Regions from separate parts of the Triticum aestivum genome. Here region 2 is linked to region 1. The links are chromatin contacts, called in public Hi-C maps. All regions are on one chromosome and are shown on one strand. Each heading gives the region's core, a stretch centred on a gene start, on an enhancer-like site or on the middle of the called end of the contact. The rest is flanking DNA. Distances are from core to core; before and after follow the strand shown. Region 1 holds the start of LOC123185308. Region 2 has its middle 18 kb from the start of LOC123188792.

What was found. Hi-C and Micro-C count contacts between places; a contact is called where the count stands out from the background.
Region 2: a Hi-C map of leaf shows a contact between it and region 1, with 5 times the contacts expected there. The contact joins the enhancer-like site here to the promoter of LOC123185308 in region 1. A contact is called at or near these places in 5 of 5 Hi-C or Micro-C datasets (leaf, root and an unstated tissue).

Annotation. Positions count from the first base shown.
Region 1 is chr2A:396,984,278-396,990,206 of IWGSC CS RefSeq v2.1, forward strand. LOC123185308 reads right to left here and starts at 2,887. Exons shown (of 1, transcript XM_044597222.1): 1 at 1,637-2,887. The coding sequence starts at 2,564. The coding sequence ends at 2,016.
Region 2 is chr2A:397,124,653-397,130,581 of IWGSC CS RefSeq v2.1, forward strand. No RefSeq gene overlaps it. Among protein-coding and RNA genes, the nearest start is that of LOC123188792, 18 kb to the right of the region's middle. Within about 2 kb of position 3,104, at least 4 of the 8 cell types and tissues checked have an H3K27ac peak or open chromatin away from gene starts, as enhancers often do. A contact at or near this core is called in leaf, where this site is marked.

The DNA.
Region 1 (5,929 bases), core at 1,637-4,136:
CTGGAGCACTTGGCGGGTGCACGTCCAAGCGCTACCGGGGTGGTCAGATGGATGCGAAATAGGGCAAGTCACTTTCCCCCAAAAGGTGTGTGCCCATGCCCATGGGTGTGGGAAGTCAAGTGAATTGTAGCGCCCGCCCACTTGCTGTCGACAACAATTACTGCGCTTGCTGATGGATGATTCCTCGATGCTCGCTCTCCCTTCACTGTGTAACTATTTCTGTTCGCTCACGTACGTAGCAGTACCACTCTATGAGCTTGCCGGCCTCCTGCTGCTGCTGGTCAGTGCTGTCTGTCTCGTGCCTGTCAATCTAAGCGTGCGCGCGTACGTGCACAGCACGGTCCACACAGAGAGAGCTGGACGCGTCCTTCACTTCACAATGGTCACGGAGGGACATCCCTGGCCACTCGTACACGTCGGCGTTTGGTTCAAAGGATAACCACCCAGAGGATTGAGATAGTCAGTTTTAGAGGGGATACCACTCGTTTGGTTTATGAGCGAAGATGGCTAAGAATAACCAGATACCTGAGAATATTCCATCAAAAGTTGGCTGAGGGGAGCCGCAAAATTATGGCGGATGGCCGCAACCACCCACGCGCGATGTCCTCCTGAGCCAGGGAAACATTTTCCTTTCTTTTCTCACCCCTCCCGAACAGAATAGGTAGTGACGGCTACTACAATTTGGATCGGCGGCGACGCGTTTGAGGTGTACGGCGACGACGCGTTTAAGGTGTACGGCGGCGGCACAGTAAAGTCCGATGGTGCGCGTGAAGTAGGCCGAACCATCACGCTCGCCGGCTACAACAAGTACTGACCTGCTATCCTGCATTTCCGCCTCCACGACCAGCAGGTAGCCACGGCCTATGCGGACGCGGAGGCAACTGCCTCCACATCTCAGGGGATCCCGAGTTCATGGACCATGTCGAGGCTGGCCTGGAGATATCATTCTTCAGACTAGTATTTGTGCATCTAGCTGTGACATGACATGGCAAGATCGACTTCGAATTGACCATTAGATACATCTTCTAATTTGCTGATGTATAGCTTGTATTTTTTGTCAGATTGGAGTGTACGCATTTGGTTGTACAGATGGATATGTTTGGACCATGAAGTTACAAATCCAATGCATTTTTTCTATAGTGTCGTTGACCATTCAAATATATATATATATATATATATATATATATATATATATATGTTTTAATTCTAAAAAATTGATATATATGTCTTGTATAATTAGTTTATTTACAAAAAAGAACTCAAATTATAAGATATCCGTCTTCCATCTTTCTTACCAAACATAAAATTGGCTACCCTTAACCACCTCTCAATTTGCAACCAAACACGAGAATAAGGATATCTCCAACCACATGGTTAGGTATATCCTTAACCAGCTAACCTTGCCCACGAACCAAACGCTCCCGTAAATGCGCTCCTCCGGTCCTCTTCGCGCGGCCAATTTACTAGTACTACTCTACTTGATGCAGGTTAATTCGCCCTCTTATTTCTGTTTTGGAGCGTACGTACCCGTAAACTAGGCCATCTCTAGCGCGTGTATACAGTGAGAAATACTCCCAACTCCCAAGGATGTAATCCAACTGACCATGCATACGCCAACACGATCACTTTGAGCTAATAATAATCAAATTGGAATTTTTTTTCCGGAGAAGTTGGTGACAAACTGACGATATCGGCAGGTAGCTAGCTAGCTAGGGATAGCACACAACCCAATACAATCGAAACAGACCCAAAACTCTACCTGCAGCAGCTACATACAGTACGTACTCCACAGTGCAGGAGATTAATTAATAATTAACCAATCATCTATTTTTTTTCTTCTTCATACTTTCCCACACCTCCTATCCTAATTCATAAGTACTGATTAAGAACAGTACATGCATCTTATAACGAATGATCCAACAGGAAAGGGAAGTGCCCTCCGAGCTTATGATGGAGTAGCTAGCTGAGCTGACAAGAGAGGAGACGATGATGATGAGGTGCATGGTATTGCTTGCTTAGCCGAAGAATCCGGTGTTGCTCCAGACGGCGTCGCGCACCCGGCTGAGGTCGCGCCCTTTCAGCGTCCTCCCCACGCCCTCGAACACCGACGGCGCAGCCGTGCCGCGCCCGCTGCTCCGTGCCTGGGCCTGCAGGTACTCGTGCGGCGCCATCCACTCCCCCTCCTCCTCACGGCAGCTCACGCCGTAGCCGTGCTGTTCGCCGCCAGACCCAGCCGGGAACCTGGCCGCCGGCCACTCGGGCACCCTGACAGGCGCCGAGCTCGCCACGTGATGATTGTGGCGCCCGGCCGGCGTGGACGCCGTTGCCTCGAACGCCAGCGACAGCCCCCCTGCGGTCCACCGCCCGCGACGGTCCTGCTCAGGTTGCCTGGCGCTGCCGGTGGAGCGGTTGGAGTCGGGCGCAGGCGCCGCGAGCACCGACCAGACGTCCTCCTCGTCGAGGTCGGCGAGGTGATCGGCGGCGCCGGCGACGTGGTGACCGCTGGCCTGGACGGGGTAGAGCAGCCGCTCTGATCCGTACCTGCAGCTGCGGCCCTTCCCCATGGATCGATATCACTGGCTGGCTAGCTAGCTAGCTTCGGGAAACTGGAATCAACTAGCTCCCTCCCTCCCTCCCTCCGTATATATGAAAGGATGGATGGCAAGCAAAGCAAAGAAAAGAAACGAAACGAAGAATCTTTGCTACTGGCTAGCTAGAGATGAAACGAGTGATTGAAGCTTTTTAATCAACTCACACAAAGCCTACTATATATACTGTCTGCCGTGTACACAAAACCAACTTTCCCCCCCAAAAAAAGTTTAAGGAAAAAATGAGAGCAAGGCTACGAGTAGGCCCTGTGGATGGGAAGAACTCCACTCAATGGAGTGGAATGGAATCCATGGGCGGGCAGCCGCTATATATATACAGCCGAGCGGGGCGCAACTTGCTGTGTAGGATCTCCGTGTGCGCGAGGCAGTTTGGGCGGCCGTGACGTCGGCACAGCAGCGAGGTGAGATGGAGACGAGCTGCCCACGTGACTGCCAGCATGGTGTGGGCCCGCAGGCGTAACCTGTTGTGACCTCACACGTGTCCGTTTGTCCACCTGGGCCCACGGAGTTGCCAGCTACATGGTGCCACGTACGACTCAGGGTGGACCCCCGCGCGCATGTCACCAGGCAATGCGCGCATTGCATTCTCGTCCTTTTCCACCCGGGACCGAGAGGACGCATGCTGCATGCATGCATGCATGTAGTATTCTACTCACAGGTTCATACAGTACATACAACATGTCAAAATACAAATAAAAAAAAGTTCATACATACAAATATACAAAAAATATACAAAAAAGGGGGTTCATTCATACAAGTAGTAGTACAATTTGAGTCGGGGTTAATTTTAAAAATTATTGTGGGCTAATGATGTGGTGACATCCTTATGTAATCATGAACAGACGCACTTGGAAAAGACGACGAGTGTAAGGGTTTAAAACAGGGGCACGCACACAACACATTGGACGGTTCACAGGGTGCAAGGACCACCGGTCGTCATGAGTGAGCCCCTTTTGTCTTAATTTGAGTGCATAGTTAGCTAGCAGTACACATCTACTACGTGTTTCTTTTGGCCGCTTATCTCTCTCGACAATCTTCCATCATCAACGTACTTACTAAGTGACAAACGACATTTCATGTGAACTGAGTATACACATGCAAGCCAGCTAGCTAGCTCTTCACTGCAAACACACGAATTGCAAATGGCTAGAGACTAACATTGGATTTTTGACATGCATGGTGTGTCTGATTTTAAACTTCAAATTAGAGCAGGAGTTGGAATGTCAAAAACTATCTTGTACTCCCTCCATATAAAAGCGTTCATGATGCTCTTATATTTCTTTACGGAGGGAGTATGTATATAAAACCTAATAATTATGAGGGCCCCAATGAAAAAACAATTTGCACCAGCCCATGAACATCTAACACGCATACATTAAGTGCAAATGTACCAATGCTACGGCCTACAACCCGGATGATCTCTCAAACTAACGCTCGCTTATCTTCCTCCACAAAACGTGCTTGGCCCTGTCGCCCCGTCTATTCGCATGAACCACCGCGGCCTCCAATCGCAAGTCATCTCCTACGCGGAAATTGATGATTCCGTCTATTCGTAAATTGATGATTCCATCTGCAGTTCCGATCTGCAAGTGACACTAAAGTCCATCTACCCACCTAATTGATCCAATGGAGCAAGAGATTTAGGGGTGTTTGGTTTCAGGAACTTTTTTGTGTTGGGACTAGAAAAAGTCCCTAGCAAACCAAACAGGATGAGATTTTTTTGGTGCTTTTTGCTAAAAGTACTTAGAAGCACCTCCTTGAGAGTCTTTTTCAAAAAGTCTTAGGGACTAGAAAAAGTCCTAGGACTAGAGAACCAAACACCACCTTAACAACCTAAATTCCTGCTCTTTTTTATCTTAGGATTTGATTAATTTTTTCGACAAAGGACATTTCATTATCTTAGGATTTGTTTAATGTGTTGATATTTTTTTATAATTGCTTATTTAGTTATGATGCACCGGCTAATACGATTCTTATTTATGTGAGTTTACAAAAAAAATATACACACATTAATTTGTATGAGCCATTTATTTTGAGCGGTATATTAAGATAATTCAAAACAGTGCCGGTCTCATTTGCACCTGGTGAGTAGTAAAAACACAAAAAAAATAGCAAAAAAAACCCTAATTGTTTTTGCCATGCAAGATGCTCAGGTGCGTGATGCCAGTGCATATTTTTGAGGTGTCTGGACATTCAAGGACCTCGTGCAAAAAAGAAAAAATCAGTTCCAAACAGTGCTTTTTCAAAATGTTTCTCAAACACACAGAATTTGTTTTTTCTTTTTTTACCACGATCTTCTCGAATGTCCAAACTTCATCAATTTTGCACGGACATCACGCACATAAGTATCTTGCACGCCAAAAAAAATACATCATTTTTTCAAATTTTTTTCCTGCTATTTTTGTCGATTTTACTGTTTATCAGCAAAAACATCTGAGCTCGGGAGGCAAAACGTCCGGTATATTAGTACTACTTCGTTCTTGGATGGATGCACCAGTGCTACTTGTACGTGTTGACAATGATGATCTTTCTTCCTGGCTTCACCCCTGCAAGACATGCATGGCCAAAGGCAAAGAAACAAAATATAATTGCCAATAAAACTTCGGCGAAATACATGGCAGGGGATTATAGACGAACGGAACAATGGAGACGTCTGGAACAGTAGTGTTGTGATCGACTGGGCGGAATGGCAGGTACAGGTGAAGTGTGTGTAGCTATCGGGACAAAAGCAAGCTTCAGCCCTATCCACCAACATGTCTGGCTAGCTGTGTGCTGTGTGGTCTCCTCCTATAATCAGTTGCCCATTCACATCAAGCACACTATTTGGAATTAGGCACAATCATGATCCGTCATTGTCTTGGAACACAGCCATATATATGTAGAAAAAATGTACTACTATATTTGAGCATTATTGGCCACTCCAGACCGAGTGCAAATACTCTCTATATAAACTAATATAAGATTCTCATAAAAAAGACTAATATAAAATCTTTTAGATCACTAACAAAGGGAGTATTTGCTATTTTGCAGCTACTCCTATACTTCATTATATGTAAACGTATACTCTTTCTATAATTTTTTTGAACACTATACTCTTTCCATAATACCAAACTGTTATAGGTTAATGGCCATGCAGTTTTACTAATTTAATTGTCCTTCTTTCTGAGAAAATTGGTAACCGCGCACCGGAACTCGCAGCTGGACGTTGGATCCTCTGACTTTACAATCTCTGTCATACCCTGCCTTTGAGTCACTGACAGGTGGGCCCCATACTCTGTGTGATCCATGTGTCAGTGACTCAAAGGTAGGCTAGGCCACGG
Region 2 (5,929 bases), core at 1,854-4,353, 140 kb after region 1:
ATGATGAACTATTTTCCAACCATGTTTGTGAACTTCAATTTTCACTTGCAATTTGAATTTTGAATTTGTCTTTGATTTTTATCAACGGGCAATTTGGCTTAGTCAAACTTGATGACACGGCACCATTAGTGTGAGGTCACAGTAGCATGACACTGGGGGTGTTACACATTATTAATAGCTCAATACTACCCTAGTGCTACCGAACGTTAAGTGTGTGGCCCTACGGGTTCGGGAACATGTAGACATGACCGAGACACCTCTTCGGTCAATAATTAATAGCGGGACCTGGATGCCCATATTATTCCTACACATTCAATGAATATCTTCATCGGTTCAACCATGATGTCAAGGATTCAGTTAATCCCGTATGCAATTCCCTTTGTCCTGCGGTATGTTACTTGCCCGAGATTCGATCATCGACATCTCCATACCTAGTTCAATCTCATTACCGGTAAGTCTCTTTATTCGTTCCGCAATACAAGGTCCCGTGACTAAACTAATTAGTCACATGAAGCTTCTTGTGATGTTGTATTACCGAGAGGCCCCAGAGGTATCTCTCCGTCACACGGAGTGACAAATCCCAGTCTCGATCCATGCAACTCAACAGACACCTTCAGAGATACTTGTAGAGCGCCTTTATGATCACCCAGTTATGAAGTGAAGTTTGATAGCACACAAGGCATTCCTCTAGTATCCGGGAGTGGCATGTTCTCATGGTCTAAGGAACTGATACTTGACATGAAGAAAGTTGTAGCAAATAAATAAACGATCTGATGCTAAGCTTACGGTTGGGTCTGTGCATCACATCATTCTCCTAATGATGTGATCTCGTTATCAAATGACAACTCATGTCTATAGCTAGGAAACCTTAACCATCTTTGATAAACGAGCTAGTTTAGAAGAGGCTTACTTGGGACACTGTTGTTTATGTATTCACACATGTATTTATGTTTCCGGTCAATACAATTCTAGCATGAATAATAAACATTTATCATGAAAAAGGAAATATGATAATAACCAATTTATTATTGCCTCTAGGGCATATTTCCAACATTGGGTGGGGCCCAAACTTTCCACAGGGTGTGGGGGGTTTTGATGTCGCTTACGAGGGGCGGGGAGGGGAAGAGGAAGGGGTGTCACAACGGCGAAGGCAGAGGAGCCTTTTCCGCCCCGACGCGCATCTGGCATGTCCCCAACTCATCCTCCCACACAGGCTCTTAAAGGTGTGCAGCGGGAGCCGCGGGAGACCCGGAGGGGCGGCAGAGCAAGGACGTCACATCGCCATGCGGGCAATCCCCCGCATTGAACATGAATGCGGGCATCAGTGGCAGCTCGAGCCACCACGATGGATGCAACGCGCACACTCTCGCCTTGAAGTGCCGACGGTTTCTCCATGGCCTCACCCGCCTTCAAGGCCTCCTGGAACCGTTCTCCGGAGGACAGAGAGGGTGACGCAACGTCAGATCCGCACGGCGATCCGGCCGGATCCGAAGCTGCCAACATGGACAACCACTGGGGTAAAGTCGCAGGAAGACAGGCCGGCGACGACGGCTGAAAGTAAGGCAAGGAAAGGATGGATATGGTGGCCGGTGAGGCTAGAAAGGCCCTCACCCGGAGGGGTTGATGGTGGGACGGGCTCGGGGGTGGGTCACTCATGCTTGCACCATGCCGGTATGAAATACAATTTTTTTTACCGTTGAGTTCTTAGACAAAAGGATCTAGATTAGAATGGAATTCAACTCGGAGTTGTTTTCTTCTTCTTGAGAAACACAATACAAATGCAAATGCTCCCAAACATGCACGCATATCTTACTCTATAATAGAACACACACTCACACACACCCTATCGTCATGAGCACATCCGAGACTCTGGCCCGGCAAATCATGAGATTGACGAAGTCATCACATGTGTATTATAGTGGATGGAAACATCGTCCCCCACTAAACAAACATCATCGAAGAGTCCGGGATTAATCTAGGAAAATATAGCACACGTTCACAAGGAATCTAACCATGTGAGTTACACTATTCACACACAAAAAGAACATCTGAGTTATGCCCACTCGGGGTCTCTTTGATTGATAAGATTACAAAATTTGGGAATAGAAAAAACACATAATTGTAAACCATGTATGAATCCTACAGAATTGTGTTGCGCATAAGTGGTTGGGCCATACAAGAAACAAATGGTTGTTTCCAAAGAGATTTGACTAGATGCTGTTTTTAAATGAGATCCTGAAAGAATACCCAATTGATTCAATCCTCCAGGTCAAACAATCAACATAAAAAAAAGTTCCAAGGATTCAATCCTCCAGTCCTCTATCATAATTTTCTAAGAAAGTTCTTTGAATCAAAGTATCCCTCAAATTTTCTCTTTGTGCCAAGGATTGAGAATTTGAGACTGTATATTATCTCTGTATTCAGATTGGATATACAAGATTTCCGATTTACACAATTTGGGTGCTGGGCCAAGTAACTTTTAAAATAGAGAAAGATTGAAAATTACAGAGATTCCATTCTATTCCCCGGGGACTGTGGGAAATGGTGGTCGCATCACAAAGATGCAGTGCAAGGACCGAATCTTGTATTACACGCGAGTACCATATTTTACTTCCATAGGTCGAGGTAGACCACACTTCCGCGCAAATTAGCTTTATGACATATTTCTTTTCCTTTTTTGATTTGATTCCTCCCTCTCGTTATCATTTTTATGTAGATCCAGAGGATCTTTGCGAAGAAGAACCTTCGGAATACATATATTCCAGTGGAGATTCAGATGGTGACCTCACGAAATAATAAGTGCTGTCCTGTCGATTCATTTGGGAGCTGGACTTTCTGTGCGCCAATGATAATACGAGGGATCGCCAACAGAGATGCACCATACAACTAGGGCCCTATGTGCTGTTCAATCAATCAACTGTGTGAGTGCGACGATTGAAAAGAAAAAATAATTATCGAAAATTGTGAGGATTGGCGAAGCTATCTTTTTTTTCTTTTTTCTCTTTCTTTTTTGAGAAGATTGGCGAAGCTATAGCTATCGAAAATTGTGAGGATTGGAGTATGAGTGAGGGGCAGCAACTTGTTCGTGTGCGTGCGTAGGGTGGGCCACGGGAAGCAGACAGAGCAAAGCAAAGATTCCATTAGGTCGGGCCCATGATGGAGCAGGCGCCAAGGCTGAGGTGGGCCTAACCTTCCCAACACTTACGAATGGTTGATGGCTGCTTGTTGCTTTCTCTTCCCAAGAAACAAAACTGAATTGTTTTTGCTTGGTTTGAGCTGAGGCTCTGCTTGGATGCTCTCTTCTCTTGACGCTGCATTTTTCCTGCCTGCCCAGCTCTCAACTTGTGGTGCTTCTCCTTCTTCATCATCGGTGTCGGTGTCGATGTCGCTTTGGGATGTCACTGTCCCCAAAAAGGAGGTCGAAACTAATTGAGTTCACGGCTTCATAGCAACCACAGCCAGCCATCATCTGGAGGAGCTTCTTTTACCTCTCTTTTTCTTCTACTCTGAGGATTGCGGGAGACAATAATGCAGGTGCAGCCGTGCAGATGCGTGTCTAGCTAATGTATAGTCGCATATGGTGAGCATCTCCATTATTCAGTCCACGATTACGCGTAATCATTCAATCCGCATGTGATGCATGCATGTTGATGTGGTTTAGAGGCCAACCTGAGGCTGGAGAGCTGTCAGATTTAGCAGCATATATGTTCATCTTTGTCCACTACATGGATATACATTCTTCCCGGGAGAAAATTTGGAACTAGCAAAACCATGGTTTTTTTACATGTCACATGGGACCTCCCATCGACTATGAATGCATCAATGGCAATTTTGTCAATCTTAAAATGATGTGCCGGTTGAGTCTCTCGAAAGTGTTTATAGGGATAAAATGTGTATGCATACATTCGTAGAAGTAAGTGAGTATGTATATATGAGAGTCTACATCTGTACTGCGTCAAGAAAAACCCAAAGACCTCCTATTGGACATGCTACGATTTTCTTTTCAGGCTAGCTCTCCAATATCTGGGCTGGCCTCTACTGATCAAGGCACTTTCCTGAGGCCTGCTTCACGCACTTTACTAATTTGGCCCACAAATCAACTGTTGAACATCCTTGTTTGGAGATCGATAACGATCATCGTCACTTGACGTGCTCTCAGTCATTCGCCACGTGTCGCGCTTTGGGTGTTTCTTTCGGATTTTCTTTTATTTTTTCGCACGCGTTTTCGGCTATTTAAGCGGGTTTTTTCGGGTTTTTCAACTTTTTGGTTTTCCACTAGTGTTTCTTAACTTTTCGATCAAAAAAATTTTGAATTTTTTTGCGCGAAAACACGTTTTCTGTTGTTTTTTTCTTTCGCGAGAGTCACGGTTTTGCTTCCGCGAGAGGCATGATTGTGTTTTCGCGAGAGTCACGGCCGTGCATCTCGAAAACGAAAACAAAACGTGTTTTTTGCTTTTTTTTCCTTTCACGAGAGTTACGGTTTTGCTTCCGCGAGAGGCACGGTTGTGCTTTAACGAGAGTCACGACCGTGCCTCTCGGAAACGAAAAAAATGTATTTTCAGGTTTTTTCCTTTCGCGAGAGTCACGGTTTTGATTCCCCGAGAGGCAAGGTTGTGCTTTCGCGAGTCACGGCCGTGCCTCTCGGAAACGGAAAAAAACGCGTTTTCTATTTTTTTTCCTTTCGTAAGAGTCACGGTTTTGCTTCCGCGAGAGGCACGGTTGTGCTTTCGCGAGACTCACGGCCGCGCCTTTCGAAAACGAAAAAAAACGCGTTTTTTGGGTTTTTTTTCTTTCGCGAGAGTCACGGTTTTGCTTCCGCGAGAGGCACGGTTGTGCTTTCGCGAGAGTCACGGCCGTGCCTATCAAAAATGAAAAAAAACGCGTTTTCTTTTTTTCCTTTCGCGAGAGTCACGATTTTGCTTCCGCGAGAGGCACAGTTGTGCTTTCGCGAGAGTCATGGTTGTGCCTCTGGAAACGAAAAAAATGTGTTTTTTGTTTTTTTCCTTTCGGAAGAGTCACGGTTTTTCTTCCGCAAGAGGCACGGGTGTGCTTTTGTGAGAGTCACGGCCGTGCCTCTCGCAAACGAAAAAAAAACACGTTTTCTGTTTTTTTTTTCTTTTTGCGAGAGCCACGGTTTTGCTTCGGCGAGAGGAACGGTTGTGGTTTCGTGAGTCACGGCCATGCCTCTCAAAAACAGAAAAAAAAATGTGTTTTCTGTTTTTTTTTCTTTCATGAGAGTCACGGTTTTGCTTCTCCGAAAGGCACAGGTGTGCTTTCGCGAAAGTCACGGCCGTGCCTCATCGAAAACGAAAAAAAAACACGTTTTCTTTTTTTCGTTTCGCGAGAGTCACGCTTTTGCTTCCGTGAGAGTCACGCTTTTGCTTCCGCGAAAAGCACGGTTGTGATTTCGTGAGAGGCACGGGCGTGCCTTTTTCGAAAAGGGTAAAAACCCGTGCTCTCGGTTCGGTTTTTTCATCCGTTTTTTTATGGAAAAAAAAGTTCGTCAAAACCTATCAACATGGAATCTAATTTTGAAGATCTCGATACGAGGAATCCAACAGTGAAAGCGATTCGAGATTTGGACGCACAGTTTGAGAAATAAAACGTTTTGAATAAATTGATCTACGAAAAAGGGAAAACTCCCAGGTTGAGACAAGTGGCGGCATGTGCGCCACTTGTCGCAACTGGGGGAGTTGAAGTGATCTTTGCAACAAGTACTCCTCGAGTAGTGATTTCGTCGACCCTACAGGCTGAATAGGGAGGAAACGCGGGGAGTTTCTATGCGCCGCTCGTTGCGGCAAAGTGCCGAGCAGACGCACAAGCACAACTCCAGCTGGGCCGACCCATTAGCGTAACACAGTGAAAAATCCCCCAAAAGTGTCCTCGAGGGAGGGATCAAACCAGGGACCTCTCGTTGCTCATGCGCGAG